Linked DNA regions of Rattus norvegicus: region 2 is linked to region 1. The links are chromatin contacts, called in public Hi-C maps. All regions are on one chromosome and are shown on one strand. The core of a region is the stretch at or near the end of the contact, and the rest is flanking DNA. Distances in the headings are between cores, read along the strand shown.

What was found. Hi-C and Micro-C count contacts between places; a contact is called where the count stands out from the background.
Region 2: a Hi-C map of liver shows a contact between it and region 1, with 4 times the contacts expected there. The contact joins two enhancer-like sites. A contact is called at or near these places in 3 of 12 Hi-C or Micro-C datasets (kidney and liver).

The regions. Positions count from the first base shown.
Region 1 is chr9:80,780,325-80,785,100 of GRCr8, reverse strand. It overlaps LOC134480293 (a long non-coding RNA gene), which reads left to right. Exons shown (of 3, transcript XR_010054664.1): 3 at 728-1,846. Among named protein-coding and RNA genes, the nearest start is that of Fn1, 69 kb to the right of the region's middle. Within about 2 kb of position 2,625, at least 7 of the 93 cell types and tissues checked have an H3K27ac peak or open chromatin away from gene starts, as enhancers often do. A contact at or near this core is called in liver, where this site is marked.
Region 2 is chr9:80,820,091-80,824,475 of GRCr8, reverse strand. No RefSeq gene overlaps it. Among named protein-coding and RNA genes, the nearest start is that of Fn1, 110 kb to the right of the region's middle. Within about 2 kb of position 1,370, at least 15 of the 93 cell types and tissues checked have an H3K27ac peak or open chromatin away from gene starts, as enhancers often do. A contact at or near this core is called in liver, where this site is marked.

The DNA of each region.
Region 1 (4,776 bases), core at 1,376-3,875:
AAATAAAGTACAAATTTAAAGCAAAGAGTGAAGTACTGTTTTTGTGTTTTGAACACACAAACAAATAGAAATTCTCCAAAGAGTTAGTTGAGTCGTAATTCTTTACTGAGATAACCAAATGGTCAATAAGGTAGTCACTGTAGACATTTTAATTTTATTATTATTGAATTGATCAACTAACTTTCTGAGTTGGGAAAAGAAAGAACGCTTAAACCATATTGGTCCACACTGAGATTCTTTTTTTTTTTTTTTTAACACAGAAGCATATCTGTTTAGTGATCGATTAGGAGAATTAGCTTAGCCAGTTGAAACAGAAAAGAAATAAAGAAAAATGGGGGGATGGACAGGCATGGAACTCCTAACCTTTTCAAGTCCTCTGGCCCGCTAGCTTGGTTGACCATACTATATTTCAGTGAATTATTATTATCATGCGATTGGGGGGAAAGGCTTGAGTTTGTGTGCTGTTGTTAGCATAATTCTGAGATTATTAGTGCCTATATAACTGTGTACTTTGCACACACAGACACACACTTGATTTTGGGCTTCCCTGTGTCAAAGGTAGCATTTTTTTAAAAAGCAGAACATCACATTAATGTTAACATGGAACTCCCTGTAGAAAAGAACTTTGGTTTTGATTTCATTTATTTATGAAAAGAGATTTTAGATTCTATGAGCCATGGGCCATCACTCATGCTTGCTCTCTTACAGTGTGTCTCTGTCCTTACAGGCTTATAAGGAGCGATGCTACCTGTGGCGTCAGTATTGTGTTCAGACACGCAGAAAACTCGAGGCCCCAAAATAATCCAACATTTAATCAACAGCTGAAAAGTTTTTGCACAGTCGACGGTTTACATTTTAGCATGGCCACTCCTTCCAACAAGAAAATTTCCCCATATTTGGCGGATGCGGTGTACGAACTCAGCCTCTGCTTCTCTTTGATGGACAAGGAGAGCAGCTGGTAACCGTCACGGTGTCACATAGCTTCAAAGCTGGATGACTGACCTTAGGTTGCCTCTCTTCTCTTTTCCAAGTGCTCCCAATCTCTTCAACCCTTTCACTGTAGTTCAGTTTGCTGTTTTCTCTGTCTCTGACTCTACCAAAATTGAGGAGCTCCAAACTGAAAAGTATTTTCTTGTTATAACACAACTAGTACCAAATATGGAAAATACCATCTATTTGTCTATCTGCTCATCGGCTAAGTGATCATGGAGAGTCTCTCTCCCACCCCTCTACATCAGAGAAGTCAGGTGCATCTTGCCAATAAAGTTGTTGGATTTCAGAGAACATGAGGCAAGGTTTGTCATAAAACCATGACATCAGTAGTGAAAGAGTTTCTCAGATGGGAGGAGGGTCGAAGGCCAAGAAATAAGCAATGGGCTGTCAGCTAGCTAAACCATCATCTATGAAACCTAGTTTTGCCTTTTTATGCACTTCTTATCAAGAAATCCTGCCTCCCTATGTGCCTGTGCATATGCATGGGCATATATGTATGTGTTCATGTGTACATGCATGTGTGTATTCATTTGAGGTATTTCCTTATCTTTTGTTAATCATAAACAAAAAAACTCTGTGTGTGTGTGTGTGTGTGTGTGTGTGTGTGTGTGTGTGTGTAGGAAGATCAAGTCAGCCTTGGGTGTCCGTCCTTACATCTGCCTTGAGACAGAGTCTTGTTTTCTGCTATGTACTTCCAGCTGCCCAGGATCAAGGATTTCTTTCTCTCCATCCCTTTACTCACTATAGAGGCACTGGATTACAGAGCGGAGTGGGTTTGGGGGAGTCCAATATCAGGACCTCCCATCTGATGGGAAGCCATTTACTCACTGAGCTGCCTTCTCTGCCCCTCTTTTCCCAGTTTTAAATATGCATAACTTCTTCATTAAATCTTACGTTTTATTTTGTTCCACAAAAGCATCAGACTCATGAAGTTCTCCACATATTAAAGTAAGAAACTTACTGTTTAAAGAGTCTCGGGATCCTCTAATCCACTCTTAGGTTCTCAGCTCTGCCTGGTTACTTTGTTCCTTCCTTCTCAGGTAGTAAACGTAACAACCAGAGCACAGTTGAGAATATCAAACAGGAACAATGACTTTAGGTGCATGTGACCTCCAAACTGTGAAGCCATAGAGAAGAAAAGGAAAAAAAGTTATCAAATGATTTTAAAAAAAATGGCACAGAACCTGGACTAAAATTTTCAACAGTGCAAAATTTGAGGTGTTTCTCTTTTGGAGATGAGCCATAAGTTGTGTTTCATCAAAAGTAAAGAAGTCACTTTTGAAAACTGTCCCCACAGCGTAGGGAAGGGGAAAAGCCCAGACTCACAACTTCCAAAGGCGCTCTTTATTCGCGCGTCTACGTGAGAAATAAACCCCAGTCAAAGAGGGTAGACAGAGCCTTCCTGACTCAGACAAGCAGCAGCAGGCAGGCAGAGTCACGGCCAACCTGCTTGGCAAATTAATGTTCGAAAATATTATGTCTCAAGCGTAGGAAGTCTGCAGGCGGAGTGTTTGCGGTGTTATCAGACAAGAATCTCTGTGTACCTGGACTCGGTGTACACTTCTCTTCAAACCCAAGGCTTCGCACTGAGTTATGTCAACATATGACTCAAAAGGGCCGGAAAGGGAAAAACAGGCACAAAGAAGGCCGTGGAGACAAGCGCAAACAAAAACACAAGCCAAAGTAAGCCTGCCTGTTCTGAGAACTGGGAGCGCTTCTTTTTAAACCAAAGGTGGAAAAAATGGACTCTATACCTTCCAATGACCTTTCATCTCATCTCAAGGGGATAAAAAGATACCAAGAAAATATATAGTATTCTAAAAGATAAGTAAAATTTCCTTTTAATCCAAACTATTTTCAGAAAATGCTAGTCATGGGGCGTGGGACGTGACTCACGTAAGTGCTTGCCGTGCAAGCATGAAGATGCCCAGAGTTCAATACCTAGAATTCACATGAAAAAGCTGGATGGGGCATGCACAGCTGTAATCCTCAGAATGGAGCTCACTGGTCGGCCAGCCTAGCCTGACCATGGAGCTCCAGGCCAACAGAGTGACAGAATGTGAGGAACACTATGTGAGATTGTCTGCTAGTCTCTGTGTGCACATGCATTAGATATTAGTTATGCATAGTATAGTCTCTAAGCTCTACCAGGAATTGGTGCTCATTTCCTGAGCAGTCTATATACACAATTCTTCCATTGTTAAAACAATGAGAGGTAAGTGATTGACAGGGGTTGGTCTCCCTACTAGCATGAACCTCGCCAAGAAAGACTATGCAGATAGCAGGCGCTCATATTTGCCTCAAATATTATGTGCTTCCTTCTAGTACCCTGTACGCTTCCACATTTAAAATGAACTTATGTGTGTAAGAGGGATACTTTTGTAAAATAGGAACCCTTAATTTCTCTTACTATGTGGCCAAAATTATGCCCACCAGAAATGCTGACTGCAAAGGAAAATATCTTATCTTCCTAACGCACAATAGTAATTGTATCTTACCAAAAATGCAATTATTTCTGTTTGTTTTTAAGTGTCACTGCTGAATAAAGGCTATGAGCCTGCTGGCCAGAGACTGAATTGAAAGTGACTTTTAAATAAAGCACATAGCTGTGTGAATACAAGAAAGACATTTACATAGCTACATGATGACCTAATCCCAGAGATGACTAGAAAAAGGAAAGGATGATCAAAATACTAGGAAAATGTTATCTGCTTTGCTTGACAATTTAGAAAACCCAATGTTCTCAGCCTTAATATAAGATGACGTTATGCAATAATTTGCAACACATATAATAAACTCCTCAGTCCCAATTTGTCTGGCTCTAGAGATAAAACTGATGGCGTAAAGATTTGAATGTAAATGAGAAACAGGAAAGGCTGGCTATGGGTGGGCAGATGGCAAACTCTATTCAATTAAGCAAGATTGACTTCAGCATTCAACCAGGAGTTTAAGATCCTAATTGGAATCTAACAAGACACTTTTCCCTCCTCCCTTTCATCCTCAAAAAATCAAATCTAATATTTTTCATGTTCTATTGTATCTTGGGCAAGGTTCCTAAATATTTCACATATGTTCCTAGTGACATTTTGTACTCAGAAGGGGTAATGAAATGTTAGCGATTGTGAAATGCTAACGGTCCAGGCATGCTATGTAACAACAATTTGTGTTTCCCAATCTGATAAACTGAGAAGGTCAAAAAAAATGTGACTTTTCTTATTTTAACCAGACAATTATGGAGCAAAATGAGCCGCTAGCTGTCCAGTGTCTTCTCCATGACTTTATTATAGAAGCAGCTTAACAAGTTGCAAATGAAACGATAACAGTGAAGGAGTTTAAAGGCAGAATCTATGGCATGTGTAGAACATGCCTGTGTTAGCTGGATGAAGAGAAGACCAGCTTCTCTGACGTGGGTGGCAGTGTAGGAGCTGAAGCTTCCCGTGTTAATATCCCACGAGCATAGTGCACGGTGGATGATAAAGTCAACGGCTCATAGAACTGATCCTCACTGAGGATTCTACCTATGCATTAACAACAGAACGGAGCCTTTCCGTTTACAAGATACATTGTTTTAGATAGGATTTGCATCGGAGAAGAACTTTACTGGGTGTTTTGAACAACTATGCTAACATTCATGAGAAACATCTCAAGAGAAGAAGAAAGAGGTTTAAGGCAAAGAAAGGCCTACATCACCAGAGGGTCATGGAGATCCAATCGCAAGTTCTAGAAACTGGTATATCTTTTGGTTAGGACCCAAACAGATCCAATTTTGAGGTGGCTGTTATG
Region 2 (4,385 bases), core at 121-2,620, 41 kb before region 1:
TTTTCTGGTGGATGTAGAGCTGAAGTTTTTCAGCTGGTTGCTATGCTCTTCTGTGGGTTTCAGTGTCGTCGAACAGAGAGTACTTGCGGACTTCCCCCCTACCTCTTCCTAATCATTTCAGCTCCGTTTTCTTTGAACCAACAAGCATATGCAGCAACACAAGCAAAGCCAGCAGCAGCACCGTGTGGGGAAGAGACCGAGCTGCTGGAGACAGTTTTCAGATCAACGGATTTCTTTCTCATCATCTTCTTCACGTTATTGCCGTGTGTGCTGAGGTTCCACACTTCTGCTTCTTCATTTGAGACTTTTTACTGGGGAGGCTGGAGAGAAGGCTCAGAAGTTAAGAGTGCATGCCGCTCTTGCACAGGACCAGAGTTAAGTTCCCAGCACCAGGGTCAGATAGTTCACAATACCTGTGACTCCAACTTCAGGGGGATATGACACCTCTGGCCTCCTCAAACACCTGTGTTCATGTGCACTTGTCTGTGCACACACACAAGTTTTTAAAAAAAAAAAAAAACAACTTAAAATTTCCTGGGCTGATGAGACAGTTCAGGGTGTAAGGGCATTTGACTCCAAGTCTGATGACCTAGGTTTGACCCCCAAGACCCACATAATGGAAGGAGAGAACCAACCCCTGAAAGCTGTCCTCTGATCTCCATATATATGCTGTGGTACACATGCACACACCAACATGAACGCACATGCATGTGCACATGTGCAATAAACACATGTAATGCAATTTTTATCAATACATATTGATTGCAGACATTAATGGGGTACCGTGTGGCATTGGGTTCATGCTGACAGTTGCTTCCAGGCACACCCCTCCCTTTCGCTCAGAGATGACAGTGTATGTGTTAGTCTGCTTTAAACCTCATGGGAACTTCTGCAAGCCTATTCACACAGGTGGAAGCAAATGCTGCCTACTTAAAATTGACAGAAGGTTTAGTTTGAGGGGTTAAGAGTAAGTTATCGCACTGATAGTATATTTAATTTCTACATAAGGTGGAATGATTGATGCCCTGGGAAGTAACTGCCGTTCTAAGGAGTCTCTGGGTTTTCAAAGAAGGCAGGACCTCTGCCTGTAAGGAATTGGAGAATGGTAAATTCCAGACTCTGTAGATATAAAGGATGGGTTTTAGCTAGGAGGAATGGGGAAAGGTAGGGGACATCCAGGAATCTCCACCTAAAGCAGCCGCATGCCACCAGAACTGTCTGCCACTCAGTTCAGCCCAGGTTCTATAAATATTGACCTGGCATTCGGGAAAATACCCAAAATAAATTGTGACCATACAAATTCTAATTGAGTGTGTTGACACACTTCCTGGACTCCCGAACCCATATCAAACAGTTAAGGCTTTGTCTTACATTCCTGTCTTGTCAGGTTTTACAACATGGGGACTCTGCAGTTCTCAGCACACCGGTAGAGACAGCGTGGGTGTGTACTTTACCTCTTTAGCTAGAAGTCCTGACTGTGATTTTACATCTCTTGATTGTTGTTAATGAGGACTACAAGTGTTCATGTTTCGAAATCTCACTGGAAATAGCAAGCTATGAATGGCTGGCACCTGCCCAGACTTTTGGAACAATCACGCACTTTGACTCACTGGGATCCTGTTTCACCCAGTCTGGATTTTAAGCTATAAATCTAGGCTATTGGCCTTATCCCAGAGTGTTATGTCACCATATTTGGGCAAAGACTGAAGTGGGTCTAACATATGCCTCTAGACCAGCTCTTTATAACTGAAAAACAAAACACATTTCTCAGAATGCTAAATCTTATGGGTGGTGTACATGACATAAGTGAATTAATTTTCATGCAATCATATGTTTGAGGGTGGGGACCTAAAAAATAACAATGTATTACAAGCTGTGTGTTGCTCTCCCCTAACTGATGTTCTTGAATGGAAATAGGCAGCTACTTTGAGAACGAGTTCAATGATGAAAATAATGCCGTATCTCTGCTTAGTATCCTACTGATGTGTGAGTTCCATTCTTAGGGCAAGAGCCAAGGATGCAAAATAAACCAGCTTTCCCAGGAAGTGCAAGGAGCAGTCCCTTTTGGTGCCGTGACCCACAGATAGTCTTCCTCGAATCTCTTCTGGTATGAACGGAAGCCCATCATTTAAAGAATATTTATTAAGTCCTTTCTATGTACAAATTTCTCAACTGGGTGCTGGAGAAGAGAGAGTGGGACAAGATAAATATGCCAATCCTTGAGGAGCTCGGTCAGGTGGCAGTGACTAATGCTAAATTAATATTATCATTTTCTGAAATATCTATATATCTATTATATATATATGATATGTGACATGTGATGTGTGACATGACATGTGATATATGATATATATGATATATTTATCTATTTATGTTTATTTATCTATTAAAGATCTATAAGAGACAATTAATATAAGAGACAGTGGGTGGAGGGATCGTATACTCTTAGAGAGCATATATGACAGAAGTTTGATTGGAGGATCAGGGGAGACGTTGAAGTGGAGAGCAATGAGGTCAAAGCTGGTGAGTACTGGGGACGTAGGAGCAGTGAGGCTGGTGACCTGGGCAAGCACAAGATATTAAGGACTTCACAGTCACAACTATTACAACAATCAGGGCATGAAAGAAGGGTCATGACCTGATCATTATTTGATGAGCACTTGGGCCACAACGTGAGACGAAGAACTAGAAGGTTCCACTGAAGGTGTAGAAGGTTACCAATAAATGGATGCCACAGGCTAAAGAGGAGATACAGGTGGCTAGGATACAGGAATGGAAGAGAGAAAGCAGTTGGGTATGGCGTGTATTCAGGAGCTTTTATCTGGGGCAGGGAGAGGGGTCAGTGAGACACAAGGAGCAGAGACCCTGACTTTGACGGTTATCCAAGAGTACGCTAGAGAATGGCTTTCTCTTTTGAACTACGATGAGACATTTGGTGGAGGGGAGTGAGGAGGGTTAATTTTCGTGGCTGACATTTTGAAACACTGAGAAGACAGGTCATGCAGAAAACCTGACCCTGAAAAAGGCGGCTTAGAAATCCACAAAGTCCTCAGTTAGAGTTCCATGTGGGGGTCACTCGCTTGAGCACTTTAAATTTGTAGAATACAATCTAAGTGCTGCCTTTTGGATACCTTTTAGCGTTCTAGATGAAGACACTCAGTCAGGGAGGTCTTTCCTACGGGAAAAAATGTGAACTGTATGGACTGAAGAGGTTAGAACCTGACTCTTCCCCAGGTACTCCATTGCTTCTACCTGAGGGCCTTCCCACCCCTGGGGTGTCAGTTTTTTCTGCGTCTAAGTCTGTCTTACCAACTCCAGGTAGTTTTTTGGGTCTGACCAAAACAGGTCCACGCTCTATCCTCTCCTGGGAGTTTCACTTCTGTCTCATGGATACCCTAGTCTGCTTGGCTTGCCAGGACATATTACCATAGAATGAATGGTTCGAACAACACAAGTGTGTTTCTTCACAGTTCTAGAAAGTATGTGTCTGAGAGCAGAACACGTCAGATTCCCGTGAGAATTCTCTTCTTGCTTAACTAGACAGCTGCCTGTTCTCTGTGTCCTCGTGCAGCTGAGTTCTTTCTTCTTTTTATAGGATTAGGACTCTGCCCTGTTTGTTTCATTAGCATTAAATATCTACTAAAGACCCCATCTCCTGATGAAGTCCCACTGAGGTTACAGCTTTGACATATGAATTTTATGCAGACAGAAGTCATTCTATAGACATAGGGAACACTGGTACAGTTGACCACCTCTCCTGACTCCTACAGTGGAAAGCCAAGATATTACAGCAGCTGGAAGTCTGCTATGCTCTAGAAGTGACTCACATATTCTCTATTTTGAGTCTCCTAATTCACAAAAGAAAGTCAACACATACAAAACTATAATAAGATGCTTTTCTTAGGCCATACAAACTTCAGCATATGACTGAATGCAGTAAGGCATAATCTAACTTGTGCATTGACAATGATTAAGAAAATGTTTAAGGGACTGGACAGATGACTCAGTGGTTAAGAGCACTGACTGTTCTACCAGAGGTCCTGAGTTCAATTCCCAGCAACCATGTGGTGGCTCACAACCATCTGTAATGGGATCTGATGCCCTCTTCTGGTGTGTCTGAAGACAGTGACAGTGCACTCACATACATACAATAAATCTTTTTTTAGAAAAGTTTAAATCTAGTGTTAGGATTTTGCAGAGCTGGATACTGGTATCGTCTATGGGTCTTTAAATCAGTGTAACATTTTGGTGAGTATTTAGTTAGGCGATAGCCATGAAGACATTGAATTGATCGAACTTTGACCCAGTTCTTAGAACTTTTCCATGGGTATAAAGCCATGTACAGGATGTTTTCTTCCTCTGTGGCAGAGTTCTGACAGGGAAAC